Regions from separate parts of the Mus musculus genome. Here all the other regions are linked to region 2. Evidence: chromatin contacts called from public Micro-C and promoter capture Hi-C data. All regions are on one chromosome and are shown on one strand. The core of a region is the stretch at or near the end of the contact, and the rest is flanking DNA. Distances in the headings are between cores, read along the strand shown. Region 1 holds the start of Armc8 (armadillo repeat containing 8). Region 2 holds the start of Stag1 (stromal antigen 1). Region 3 holds the start of Dzip1l (DAZ interacting protein 1-like).

Region 1 (4,318 bases), core at 1,716-4,215, 1.1 Mb before region 2:
CAAAGATCTGAGACTAGATGTAGGCGGAAAGTCAAGATGATAACGTAGATGCGTGAGTTGTGTAGTTAAGGTTAAGCAAGCAGTTGAGGAGGTCTCTCAGGAAGAAAGTATAATGGACTATAGATGGAAATAATTTAAAACACTTTGACTTCCCATTAGTCAACTTACAGCTCTAGTGTGATCAGAACTGTGAACTCCTTCAGAGCATTTCTGATGCCCTTGCATTGCTAAAGTACACAATACAGGGCTTTATGCTTTATGCTTCACTAGGACACAGTAAGTAGCTTATTAGAGGATTCAACCAACTATGTGTCAGAGGTCAAGGTCTGGCACCTTCCTGTTTCTATCTTACTTTTTGAAACAGGGTCTCATCAGCCAGGCGTGGTGGCGCACGCCTTTGATCCCAGCACTCGGGAGGCAGAGGCAGGCGGATTTCTGAGTTCGAGGCCAGCCTGGTCTACAAAGTGAGTTCCAGGACAGCCAGGGCTACACAGAGAAACCCTGTCTCAAAAAAAAAAAAAAAAGGAAACAGGGTCTCTCACTGAACCTGAAGCTCCCTGTTCTGACTAGACAAACTGGCCGGAAACCCTCCATGATCTACCTCCCAATGACATGCACTGCCACACACAGCTTTTTATGTAGGTAATGGGATCCTAACTCAAGACCTGCTGTGAAGCAAGAGATCTACCTACTGAGCCATCTCCTCAACTTCCAATAACTTCTAACTAATAACTGATATAAATATATATAAATAAATAAATATAAATATAAATATAAATATATATAAGCTTTGGTTAGCTGGTTGAAAGTTAGAACCTTTCCTTTAAACTGGGAAAATCACCAAGTTCAGACATTTTAAATCATGTGTCTAAAGCTCTGCCTATTCCAAGGCCCTAAGGTGGAAGAATTAGAAAACAAGACTTTAGAGTTAGTTTCTGCTTCCAAATGCTAAAGAAAAGTCTAACTCAAAATGGAAAATATTCTTCAACAAGTTTTCGAGTGAAATAAACAGAACATAATCATTTATTGGGAGTGTGAGACAAATGAAGTTTTCAACTATATCCACTATACAAGCTGACAATATACAAAAGGCAAAGAAACCACACGTGAGGCCAGAGCAATATTTTGGAACAGCATTTTTCAAGCGTGCTCAAAGGTCTGGGATTGATCACCTATGTGTGTGTATGTGCACTCGCACACGTCTTTTCAGGTGAACTATAGGATAAGTGCAACCTAAATGGCACAATCAGAAAGAAACTGAGCAGTTACGATACATTCTTTTCTCCTTTTAATGCAAAGAGAGAAGTCATCGGTTTATTCTCCCACTAAACATTCATGGACAATATAAAGTGAAATAATGAGCTAATGTGATCAGTAATTGGACAGAAAGTACTTCTCCAGTTGCAGTTTAAGTAAACAGTTTAGTAAGACGGATCTGGGGCTAGATTTGTTGACCGTCTTCCAAAATTGCATTTTGCACTGTAGAGTGACTTCTGTCTTTTTGGGTAGCCAGCATGGCTCTAACCAGCCCTGACTGGAGTGATGTACCTAGTGCCTTTGAACACAAAAGTGTGTTTGTGTGAGAGTCAGGGAAGAGGAAAGAAACCGGTTGGAGTTGCAAGACTATAGGGAATCTGACAAGCCATCTATAATCCAACTGCCATCTCGGTAAGTCTCCACAGGTCTAAAAGATGATTCTTTGCCCGCCTATTTCTTTACTTCCAACAACAACTGAATCATTGGTAGGCTCTATTTGGAGTCCAACTGCTAAAATCTGTGGTCAAACCTCCCAGAGTTATCTCCCAACAACACTCATTCTTGTTCATTTCATTCCTGGTCCTGTTTTTTGTTTTTGTTTGTTTGTTTAAAGGACATTATAGCGGAAGGCGAAAGTCGCCTTCTTTGCTTTTTGTTGTTTCTTTTTAATTTAAGAAAAAAAAAACCCTGATATTTCTTCTAGGTATATCAATACGTTCCCTTCTTTCAAATACTGGGGGAACCTATTCTTTTTCATTCCGACTTTTTGGTCCCTCCTAAAATGTTTTGCTCTCCCTAAAGAAAAATCAAACACCGGACATTAGAAACATAGTTTCTCTAGTCTCGGAGCCCGGACCTCAACAGCAGAGCACAGCAAAGCGGTTTAAATAACCATACACAATAGCGCGAGTTGCAGCTGATGTGAAAACCTCCATTGCCAAGAAGCAAGCGGTGTTGGCAGGTGCCCTGGTGGTAGGGACTTGACAGAAGACGCACAGCCCTGGTCTGGCAGCTCTGTGCTGTGGCAGCTTAAGAGTTCGCACCTCTTCTAGCCACAGCCCTGGAGAGCGAAGTGGACTCTAGGTTCCAGGCCTGTCCTGAACCCTCGCAGGCAGCGAGCTCCGTCCCGAGAAGCAACAGCGCAGGGAGGAAGACGGGAGAAGGCTCGGCCAAACCCAAGCCGCGCCCATGGGCCGGCTGCCTGGAGCCCGACCTCCCCGCCGGCCGAACGGCCGCCGTCCTGGGAACCCGCACCGGTGGGAGCTCTCGAGTAGGAGACGCCTCCGACTCGGCCCGGGTCGCGTGCATCCCAGCTGAGGCCACCGCAGTGGGTGGTGCTCGGGAGGCTCAGGGCGCCGGGGTAATGCTGTGGGCAGGACCGGGGTTGCCCCGCGCCGGGCGGGTCACTCACCGAGAGGACGCTCATGCGGATTGGGGTCTCCAACAGGCACGCCATCTTGAGCCTTCCCACCCGGCTGCTGCCGGCGCCGGCGCGCGGCCGGCACTTTCGACAGCCACCTATGTGACCTGCAGCCGGAGCCTCTGTAGAAAGCCCAGGCAAGCTGCCCAGAACAGACCGCGCCCCAGGCGTCGCTCGAGCACCGAAGGGGCTGGGCAGAAGGGCGAGGGATTGGGAAACCGCGCCGGACCCCGGCTTACGAATCGTCCTCTCAGAAACAGCAGCTACTCTCGGCTGGGGTCAGAGGTGGGCGCGGGCAGCGGCCTCCGCATGCGCAGAAGCCTGCCTGCCCCACCTTCCGCGGGTGGGGGGCGGAGCCTCACCCTGGCTCGACGAGCTGTCCGCACTCTTAAATTTCAGTTTACAGGTTTTCTTTCCTAACCGCTAGTAGGTGGAGTTACTATCTACGGAGTCTGAAGTTCACTTTCACATTCATTATCTCACTCTACACCATTCCCTAGTTTCAGTATTCTCTCCCTCTTAAAGCTGGAGAAACTGGTCTCAAAACTAGGTCTTCTGCCTGCAATGAAAATCGCCTCACGCTTCAACAGTTAACTATGACCTGCTTTATTTAGCGTTGCGTGCCCGACCCACTTACTCTGGTATATTGGTAAGAACGGGTTCTCCACAGCCAGGACGCCTGGATTTAATCCTAGCTGCTTTTCGTTAGTGCCAATATTTTGGAAAGGTTCTTAGCCTCTTTATATTTATTTCACTTCTCCCGACTGTAAAATAAGGACTAATGAGAATAAATGGCCCAATAAACAACAACAACAACAACAAAAATGCCTGGAATGTGGAAAGCCTTACGTTGTCTGTGTGTTAGAATTATTTCCAGCCTTTAGGTCAAATGGGGGATGGAGAATTAAACTATGTGAATGTTTCCTACTAAAATATTCTGAAAGTAAAGCCATCCCTAATTCAGGTTGTTACCTCAACTCCACTCACCTCCCAGTGCTCTTTAAGTAAAAGCATATCTCTCCCATTGTTTCTCATTTCCTCCTGTACTTTAATGTCTACATTTATTGTATCACTTATCACCCTTGCTTATAAGTCTCTTACAAAGTGTTGCACTTCTGAAAGCCTGGAAGTTTAAGAGAACCCTGGTGCTGTAGCGGTATATCCTAAGCTCTGTAACTACAGTCTTTCCCACTCTTTACACAGGAATTATTACTCATTCAGTAATTTTATTTAAAGCCAGATTGAGCCCATTTAAGATTGTTAGCCTTGTCCTAAATCAAGTCTGTGAAATCAAATGTGTTGTATTCTTTTTTATTCTAGTACATATTACCATTCATAAATACATTTAAATGTTCATCTGTCCACCCATGTAACACCTAAAATCACGTCCTAGTATGCCTGCTACAACCAGGCAAATTGTAATTGTATATAGCACACAAAAGCATTGACAATTGTACAATAGTCTCTATATGTGTGAGCTATACCTCACCCAGAAACTCGGGCAATACATCTTCTAGGAAACCCCTCCCTCGAGGAAGAACTAGGTGACTCTCCCAACTCCATATATTTTCTTTAAAATGATTTTTCATTTATTTATTTATTGTGTGTGTGTGTGTGTGTGTGTGTGTATGTGGATTCACA
Region 2 (4,276 bases), core at 1,709-4,208:
CCAATTTAGGATGGGTTTCCCACCTGAGCCATGAAGTGAAGAAATGCCTGGCTACAGGGGATTTTAGTTGATTCCAGATGCAGTCAGGCTGACAACCAAGGTCAGCCATTACTCTGTGAATGCCATTATGTGTTTATAGATGTATATGAGCCATGGGAACAACAAAGTTTTTCTTTAGGTAAAAAAAGAGAAGGGTCAGGACTGTCTACGAGATGGTCACAAAATGTGGCATTATACACCTGTAATCTCTGCTCTCATGAGGCTAGGGCAGGGGATTTTTAAAGTTTGAAACGAGCATGGGCTACAGACGGAAACCCTATCTCAAAAAGGAGAGGGCATAGAGGAAAAGGGAGAAGAGGGAGAGAGAGAAAGAGAGAGGGAAGAAAGAAAAGCCTATTACAATTATTCTGGTGTAAGACAATGGGAAGAGGTGGGGAGGAAAGAGCCAGGGCAACAGTAGCCTTTGGAGAACAAAAGCAGAGATTTGAATGACAATAGGATCAGGCTCAGAGTTTCTTTTGGGAATTAAAATAATTATGTATACATACCAGTTCAATTATGTGTGGCAACAAAATAAAATTTAGACTGTTGTGAACTCAAGTTGTATACACACACACACACACACACACACACACATACACAAATGATGATCCAGCAGAAGTCTCAGGATTGATCCTTAACATGGAAAATGCATAATCCCCAACAACAAAAATAAATGCTGGGCTGGGGTGTAATTCAATTGCTGAATCCATGCTTTGTGAGGTCCTGGTTTCAATCTCCAGAGCGAGGGTAAAAAAAATCTGAAGACATTGTAAGATAAAAGCAACAATGCAATAATACAGATAGCATCGATGTATGTGCAGCTCAATATATACATACAGCCACCCTATGAGAGAACTGCTGCTGTTTACATCTTACAGCCGAGGAAGCAGGCGCTGGGATTTGCCTGAAGTTACATTCCTGTTCAGAACCGTCTAGGTTCACAGGTCACAGTGCAGTCCCCAAACCTGCTAAAATTACAGAGTTATTAAGATATTAGGGTAAGAGAGGAATTATTTTTAAGTGTTGAGCTGGATGGAGCTACCTGAAAAGTAGCTGGAAGTACGGTATCTTCCTTCAGGAACAACTGGGAACCGACAAGTAATTTGGGGACTTTTAAAGAGCAACAACGCAGAAAAGGAGCAGAGAACTCAGGGTTGGACTGTAGGATCTAAAACACAAAAATCAAAACAAAACAAAACCCAGAGCTAGCAACTCAATCAGAAGACTAGGGAACAATGTAGGTACAGATTCAAAGGCAGCTTAAAATGTTTTCAAGGGTGGGTGGGGCCTGGTGAAGGACATGACTGCCCCTGGTCCCCTCATTCTCCTTGGATAAGTCTCATTGTCTCTCTCCAAATCCTTCTGCCTTAGCCTCCCAAGGCTGTGGCTAGAGCACCCACAGTGATTCTCTTCAGACATGTGCCTGGGTAAGGAACATTGTGATAGTACAGCAAGTTGAGGGAGTTAACAGCCTTGATTGTTTTTAAAGATAAATGGAAACTAAAAAAAAAAAACAAAACAAAAAACAAAACAAAACAGAAAGCACCTAGAAGATAAAATACTGAAGCTATTCTAGAAAAAAAAAAGGCAATGGCATTCAGGCAGGGCTGGACTGGGGAGAGAAGGGAATGGGGGATGGTTAAACTAGGTGAGATTTTTTTGAGATCACGACTACAAACATGTTGATAGAATATCAGCTCTTTATCAGAGTCCCACACATTCGATAGATTAAATTACATATGACTATGGCTTGGAGCCCGCACCGTCTTTTAACAAGGCAAGCTAAAAACAGGCTCTGCAGAGAACACAATAGGAAGTCAATCAGAGGCTAGTAAACGAGATACTTTGCTGAAAGGACTGTCACGAATTCATACCAAAGTTCCTCCAGTGATGTGGAACGCACTTTGCAACCTTTGGGATACATTCCAGAGACAATTGAGGTACTAGCTAGCTAGCCAGCCCTCAAGACTATAAACAAGTTTAACGTTTCTAAGGAGATATTGAAAATGCAGCTGCCTCTGCCAATAAAAAAAAATTGAGTCAGCAATGAGGCTGATGACCTACAAGACCAAGAATTCACTTTTGTAGTGCGGAGTTAATAAGCAGGCGGAAGGTTAGGAGAGCCTTGGTCAAGGACAGCTTAGGTAGAGAGCAGCAGGGAAGGAAGGGGTCAAGATCTACGCCTGGCTATTTCCCTTTCGGCTAGGCTCCATTATTCGCACGTCCATTTGAGAACCACAGAAAGCAGTCCTAGGCTGTGGGAGAATCTGATTGCTCGCAGAGTCTATCTTCACCGTGTAGCTTCTCCTTTCTCACTAACTAGCCAATGCTGCCGCCTTATGCAAAGCTTGCACCTCGGCGAGAACCTGCTTTACAGAGGCAGGACGACGCCAATCGGCCTGGAGCGGTCACTGTTTCCTTTTAGCTCCGCGGCAGGCAGGGGGTTCGTCCCAGTGCTCGAAACCTTTTCAACCTCGTTCTGAAAAAGCGCCTCATCAATAATAATAAACCGCGCGTTCAATTCTAGCTTGGAGACTCCCGCTAACCGGGGAGGGAGCAGGGCTCGGGGGCGCGTTGGCACGGCTCACCCCGATAACGGGCGGGTGTGGGCGGCTGGCAGCCTCAGGGCGGGAGCGGAGCGCGGCCCCCGCCGGGGAGGGGCCTCGGCGGAAGAGCCGGGGGCGGACTTCTTCCAGGCTCTTGGAGAAGCTCTAAAAATGGCGGGCGGCAACCCAGCGAGCGGGTCGCGCAGGCGCCGCGGAGTCCGTCCTTCCGCTCGCCTGGGGCGGCCCAGGAGCTGTCCACAGCGCCCTCGTCCAGACGTCTCCGCGGCTCGCCATTGGCCGAGCGGAGCAGGAGCCTCGCAGAGGGGGGCGGTGCAGCCACGCAAAAGGCCACGTTTCCCGCGCCGCTGCTGCGCGTGCGCGCCCCCCGGAGGCGAGCGATGGCGCGCGGCCCCGTCCGAGGGCCCCTGCTCGCGCCTCAGCTCCCTCCCCTTTCCGGGCAGGCCCGTCCTGTCAGCGGAGCAGTGAGCAGCGCGGCCAGCAGAGGGCGGTCGGGACCCGAGTCTGCAGCGGCGCCATTGGCGTGTGGAAAATGCCACCAGATGGCGGGTTAGGATTGCAGCTCCGTTGAAGGCGCGGCCCCCGCTCCCGAACCCCCGGCGACCACCCCGTAACCACCCCCCCACCTCGGGAATAACACACCGGAGACTTTTGGGGGGAAACTAGGTCGACGGCCGACAGCGCCCGGATGGGCAGCTGAGGTGAGCGCGGGCGGCGGCGGCGGCGGCGGGGGGCGGGAAAGGGGGAAATGCGGCGGCGGCGGCGGCAGCGGCGCGGGGGCTGGAAGCGCCGATCCAAGATGGAGGCCGGGCGAGAGCTTGGGAGCGCGAGCGGCGAGCGGCGGGCGGGCGGGCGGGCCGGCGCGGGCCCCGCGCGGGGGAGGGAGGCCGCGCGGGCCTGTGCGCGGCGCGGCGCGGCGGCTGCAGGCGGGCGGCCGAGCGTCCGGGACCCGCTGTGGGCGCGGCGGGCGCTCCGCTTCCCTCCACCCCTCCCCGCGGGCCGCGAAAACGGTGCCCCCGCCCGCCCGGGCTCCGCGGCGGTAGCGCGGAAGCCTTTGTGGCGCGCTCGGGCCCGCCGCCAAGCCCGCCCTCCGCCCCCCCGCCCGGGCTCTCGGGACTCGCCCGCGCCCGGGCCAGCCTAGGCGGGCTGGCGCGAACGCCTTCCGCCGCCCTGCGTTTCTGCGGTGCTTTGGCGGCGGCGGCGTCACATGACAAGGAGCTCGCTTCTGTCGAGGGTCCTGGGGGTCGCTCAGCCCAGACTGCTGTCCCAGGCCCCTGCTTTGCTGGGGTGGGGTAGGGCTGAGGACCTGGGCCGACGGGACGTCGCAGTCCTGGCTTTCCCGCTATCCGCCGTCCGAGCTCCGGGTGAAACGTGTCCAGGCCGGAGCACTGCCCCGCTAGTTTCCCAATCCCCCGGGAGATGAGGCCAATAAAAGTTGTTTTTCCTCTTCCCTGAAGGTGGGGGGCGGGATGAAGAGCTGGGAAACCCGAGTGCTGGGAGCTGGACTTGGAGGGGTCCGAACCGAGTGCTGTTTGTGTGTAGTAGGGACCACAACATTTTCTGGTTTTCGGATTGTCACGTCACCCGCTTCTGTCTACGTTAGGATTGTTACTGATTCTTTCCACATTGCAGACAGTCGTGTCCTGGGAGTGTTAAGCTCTGGGGTGGTT
Region 3 (4,039 bases), core at 395-2,894, 1.0 Mb before region 2:
GTGCTTGTGATTTCTCATCAAAACAAACAAACAAACAAACAAACAAACACCAAACCTTCACTCCAGGAAGTGATGCAGTTATGAGAGTAGAGCCCTCCCAGCTGGATTCAGTGCCCTTACATAAGAGTCTTTTGAGAGCTACTAGATCCTTCTACAATGTTGATCAGGAAATAGGTGCTCAGCAGATGGGATCTGCTGATGCCTTGATCTTAGACTTCCTAGCTTCCAAGAGCAGAGCGAAGGGGTTTCTGTTTAGTCTGTAGTATTGTATCACAGTAGTCTAAATGGACTAAGACAAATCTGGTCCATGTAATAACACATGCCAGTATTTCCTTCCTCATTAAGGGTGAATGATATTCCATTGTATGTGTAAGCCACGTGTTCTTAGCCAATCAGCTGCCCATGGGCGCTTGGATTACTTCCACATTTTGGCTGTTGTAAATAATGTTATTATTTTATTGTACATTGTGTGTGTGTGCGCGCACGCACATATCTGTATATACAGATGTCAGAGGACAAGTTTCAGGAGTTGTTTCCTTCCACGGTGTGGGTTACAGGAATCCAATCCAGGATATCCGACTTGATGACAAAGCCCTTTACCTGCTGAGCCATTTTGACAGCTCATTAAATACAAGTGTCCAAGAGTTTGTTTGGGGTCTTGCTTTAAGCTTCTTTGGATATAGATCTAGACATGTGCCTTATTTATTATTCTGTTGCTGAGAAGAGACCCCATGACCAAGGTAACTCTTATGAAAAAGAAAAGTACTTAACTGGAGGCTTGCTTACAGTATCAGAGGCTTAGTCCATTTATCATAATTGCAGGGAGTATGGTAGCAGGCAGGCCTGGTGTTGGAGAAATAGTTAAGAGTTACATCCTGACCCACCTGACCCGTAAGGGTGGGCGAAGACTGGGTCTGACATGGGCGTTTTGAAACCTCAAAGCCCACCTCCAGTGTCACACTTTCTCCAACAAGGCTATACCTCCTAATCCTTGTAATATTTTCAAATAGTGCTGAATCATGGCAAACCATTTTGTTTCCCACAGTGGCAGTACCATTTTGAATTCCCATCAATAACGCACAGAAATTTGAGTTTCTCCCCACCCTTGGCAACGTTTATTCCTAGGGCTTTTGTCCTTGCTGTCCCCAAGATGCAGAGCTTGGCATTTTGAAGCTGTGTTGAGAGAAAGGCCCTAAGATACAACAAACCCTCCCAGAACTTAAAGTCACGAGATGAGAGTCCCAACGAGAGGGGGCAGGGATCTATAATCAGGAGAGAAAATATAATACCCCCAACTCCTGCCGGAGCTTTCTGGGCAACGTTAATGGATAAGGGATCTGAAAGGTGATTGCCATCTGATCAAATTGGAGCACACCTATGGGTCTCCTAATGTGGCTCAGGTCAAATTCCTTTAATTTTGCGGGCTTGCCAACAGTCGCTGCATCCTGCCATGTGAAGTGAAGGGATGGTGACAGAGTCTGTCCTGCCGCTCATCAAGGCCTGGGAACTTGGATGCTGGATTTCCTTAACGAATTCAAAGCAGCACTCCCTCCTTCCCCCCAACCCCCCTCCCTTGCAACTCTAAAAATAGCTGTTCCCGGGCTCTGGGGAGAGGCTCCGCCTCTGCTGTGGGTGGATGGGCTGGGGGTAGGGGTTGGGGTGGGAAGCACCGCAGACCCCAGGCCTGAGCTACTGGCGGGGAGAGACGCGTAGGGTCCGCGCGGCTGGCAGCATCCTCGGGCTGCACTGTAGGAGATGGAGTGAGTCTGGACTTGCGGATGGGGTGAGTCGGGACGTGGGAACCTCTAAGACCTCCAGTCGCCGGCCCTTGTTCCGGGTGACCCCCAGACTGCCACAGGCCTCCCAGGAAAACTATGTCTGGAATCCAGCGGGGAGCCGCCGGAGGGAGCGCGGTTCCAGGCGGAGCTACTTGGCCGCTGCGCGCGCAGGTTAAACATTAGTGGCTGCGGTAGCCAAGCGAGGAAAGGAGCTGCGTGGTCGAGGGTGCTTCACGACGTCCCGCTCCCTGTGCCTCCATCCCTTTATCCCAGCGGCTTCGGATTGTGCAGGACTGAGGTACCCTGCGGGGGGGAAGAGCTCGCATGCCAGGAGACACGGAGGCGCGGAATGGGGGATGTCTGACACCCAACCCTCGGCGTTTTCAGGAGTGTGGTCTTGGGAAATGCAGTTTTTGAAAACAGTAAAGCGATCTAAGGGACTGCAGATCCGAGTTCTGTGGGAAGTGGGGTTCGGTTACTAACGAGATGATTTTTAAATAAAGATTGGCGTGTCTAGGTTCCTCCGCTTCCGGTCCCGGGCTGAAGTTTAACGGGAGCACAGACTTAGGGGTGGATGAGAGTAGAAGTCCACAGGGCAAGTGTGTACCAGGCAGGATCAGAGGACAGGGCCTGGTAGAATTGCCTTCACAACGGTCCTGAAGGGCCCAGGGCCGGTGCTGTCCTGGCCATGTCTCCAGGAATTGGTTTCTAACAGGATTAGGCCTAGGGAGTGTGAGATGTTCCAACCCTGCTCTCCCATCTGTCTGTAAGTGTTCAGCAAGATGGTCACTTCCTTCCCCAAGGTGTGGTCTGGCAGGGGAAAACTACCCTGCTCAGAGAAGGTTGTCTGTCTGTCTGCTTGCTCCCTCCTGTGGAAATGGTTTTAGATCATTAAAGTACAGAACCTTCCTAATGCTGCAGGCCTTTAATACAGTTCCTCATGTTATAGTGATTCCCCCAGCCATAAAGTTATTTCATTCTGCTTCATAACTGTAATGTCGTTACGGTTATGAATTGTTAATGTAAATATCGGACATGAAAAATACCTGAGATTCCTCGGGGGTCGCGACCCACAGGTTGAGAACCACTGTTTTAGCTGCATGCCTTAAATTGAGAACAGAAATCTTGTGCATTTGGGAGCTGAACTTCTTTTGTTTGTGCCACTCAGAACACTTCAGAGGAGAAGGGGAGCCCTTGGTAGGCAGTTCTGAATGTCCTGTGCTCACTTTGCAGAAGAGGAAGCTGTGGGCTAGCCAACCACTTGCCCCAACACTGGCCAGTCACTTGCTTGGTGATTGTAGTGACGGGGTCTGGTCCAGAATAAAGATGGAGAGGCTCTGTTAGGAAGCAACAGCGCTTTAATAGACAAGAAACCCCAGGACAGTCTGTTAGTTTTCTTTCCGATGTGGAGCAGGTTTTGTTTGTTTTTGACACTTCTGTGCCTGGGGATAATAGGTCCTGCTAGGCCTTATTCTCTAAGATATTCCCATGAGCCACCAGTCAAAGCCCACCTCCATTTTTGTTTTAAAGGAAAAAAATTTTTGTGACACTAATTCATAGTAAGCTTTTATAATTTTTTAAAAAGAATTCTTTGAGAATTTCTCACATGTATTGTGATTATACCCCAGCCCTCACTCTCCCCCCAACTTTGAGACCTCCTCCCCCTAGTCCAATTTTCTTGTCCCACTACTTGTGTTTATTGGTTTGTTTGTTTTTTGATGTAGACCTGGCTGGCCTGGAACTCACAGAGATCCACCTGCCTTTGCCTCTCCAGTGCTGGGATTAAAGGCAATCGTCACCACTGCCCGACTGTCCTACCACTCTGTGTGTAGGGTCTGCCCTGGAATATGGTTGTCCTATCAAGGGTCCCTTAAGTCCTTGGAGCTGGTGATGTAGCTCAGTGGTAGGGCTCTTACTTAGTGAGACCCTGCATTATGTCCCCCCCAGCATATCCACACCAACAAGCAGTTAAGAGGAAGCTGTTTTAAAGTTGCTAGGCAGAGTGGGCCTCTGGTGTGAATCTCTCTCTAGCTGCTTGGAAGTTCTAGAGCGGATGCAGCCCCTAGACTAGACAGTTAAGAGTGGAAATGGATCCTCGTTTTTAATTTTTAAAAACATTTACTTAATAAAACAAGAGACCCTGAGAGCGAGAGCAGGGTCTGTAAAAGAAGTCTTCTGGAAAATCCCAGATCCCTCTCATTTCCATTAGGGGCTCCAGGGCTCCCTTGCCTCTGCTCTGTGGAGAGCATGTTTGCAAACTG

What was found. Promoter capture Hi-C pulls out the DNA fragments that hold promoters and counts their contacts. A called contact is a pair of places that touch in the nucleus more often than the background predicts.
Region 1: a contact with region 2 is called in a promoter capture Hi-C map of pre-B cells, with 2.5 times the contacts expected there. The contact joins the promoter of Armc8 here to the promoter of Stag1 in region 2. A contact is called at or near these places in 2 of 39 promoter capture datasets (hippocampal neurons and pre-B cells), 5 of 484 Hi-C or Micro-C datasets (B cells, the Ba/F3 cell line, CD4 T cells and 1 more), 3 of 115 datasets of contacts at active chromatin or transcription factors (astrocytes, cardiomyocytes and pancreatic cancer cells) and 1 of 9 other capture datasets (adipose tissue).
Region 3: a contact with region 2 is called in a Micro-C map of embryonic stem cells, with 4 times the contacts expected there. The contact joins the promoter of Dzip1l here to the promoter of Stag1 in region 2. A contact is called at or near these places in 1 of 39 promoter capture datasets (embryonic stem cells), 1 of 484 Hi-C or Micro-C datasets (embryonic stem cells) and 1 of 115 datasets of contacts at active chromatin or transcription factors (forebrain).

What each region holds. Positions count from the first base shown.
Region 1 is chr9:99,565,934-99,570,251 of GRCm38.p6, forward strand. It overlaps Armc8 (armadillo repeat containing 8), which reads right to left and starts at 2,966. Exons shown (of 22, transcript NM_028768.3): 1 at 2,669-2,966. The coding sequence starts at 2,713.
Region 2 is chr9:100,640,490-100,644,765 of GRCm38.p6, forward strand. It overlaps Stag1 (stromal antigen 1), which reads left to right and starts at 2,959. Exons shown (of 34, transcript NM_009282.4): 1 at 2,959-3,307.
Region 3 is chr9:99,627,887-99,631,925 of GRCm38.p6, forward strand. Dzip1l (DAZ interacting protein 1-like) reads left to right here and starts at 1,645. Exons shown (of 16, transcript NM_028258.4): 1 at 1,645-1,783.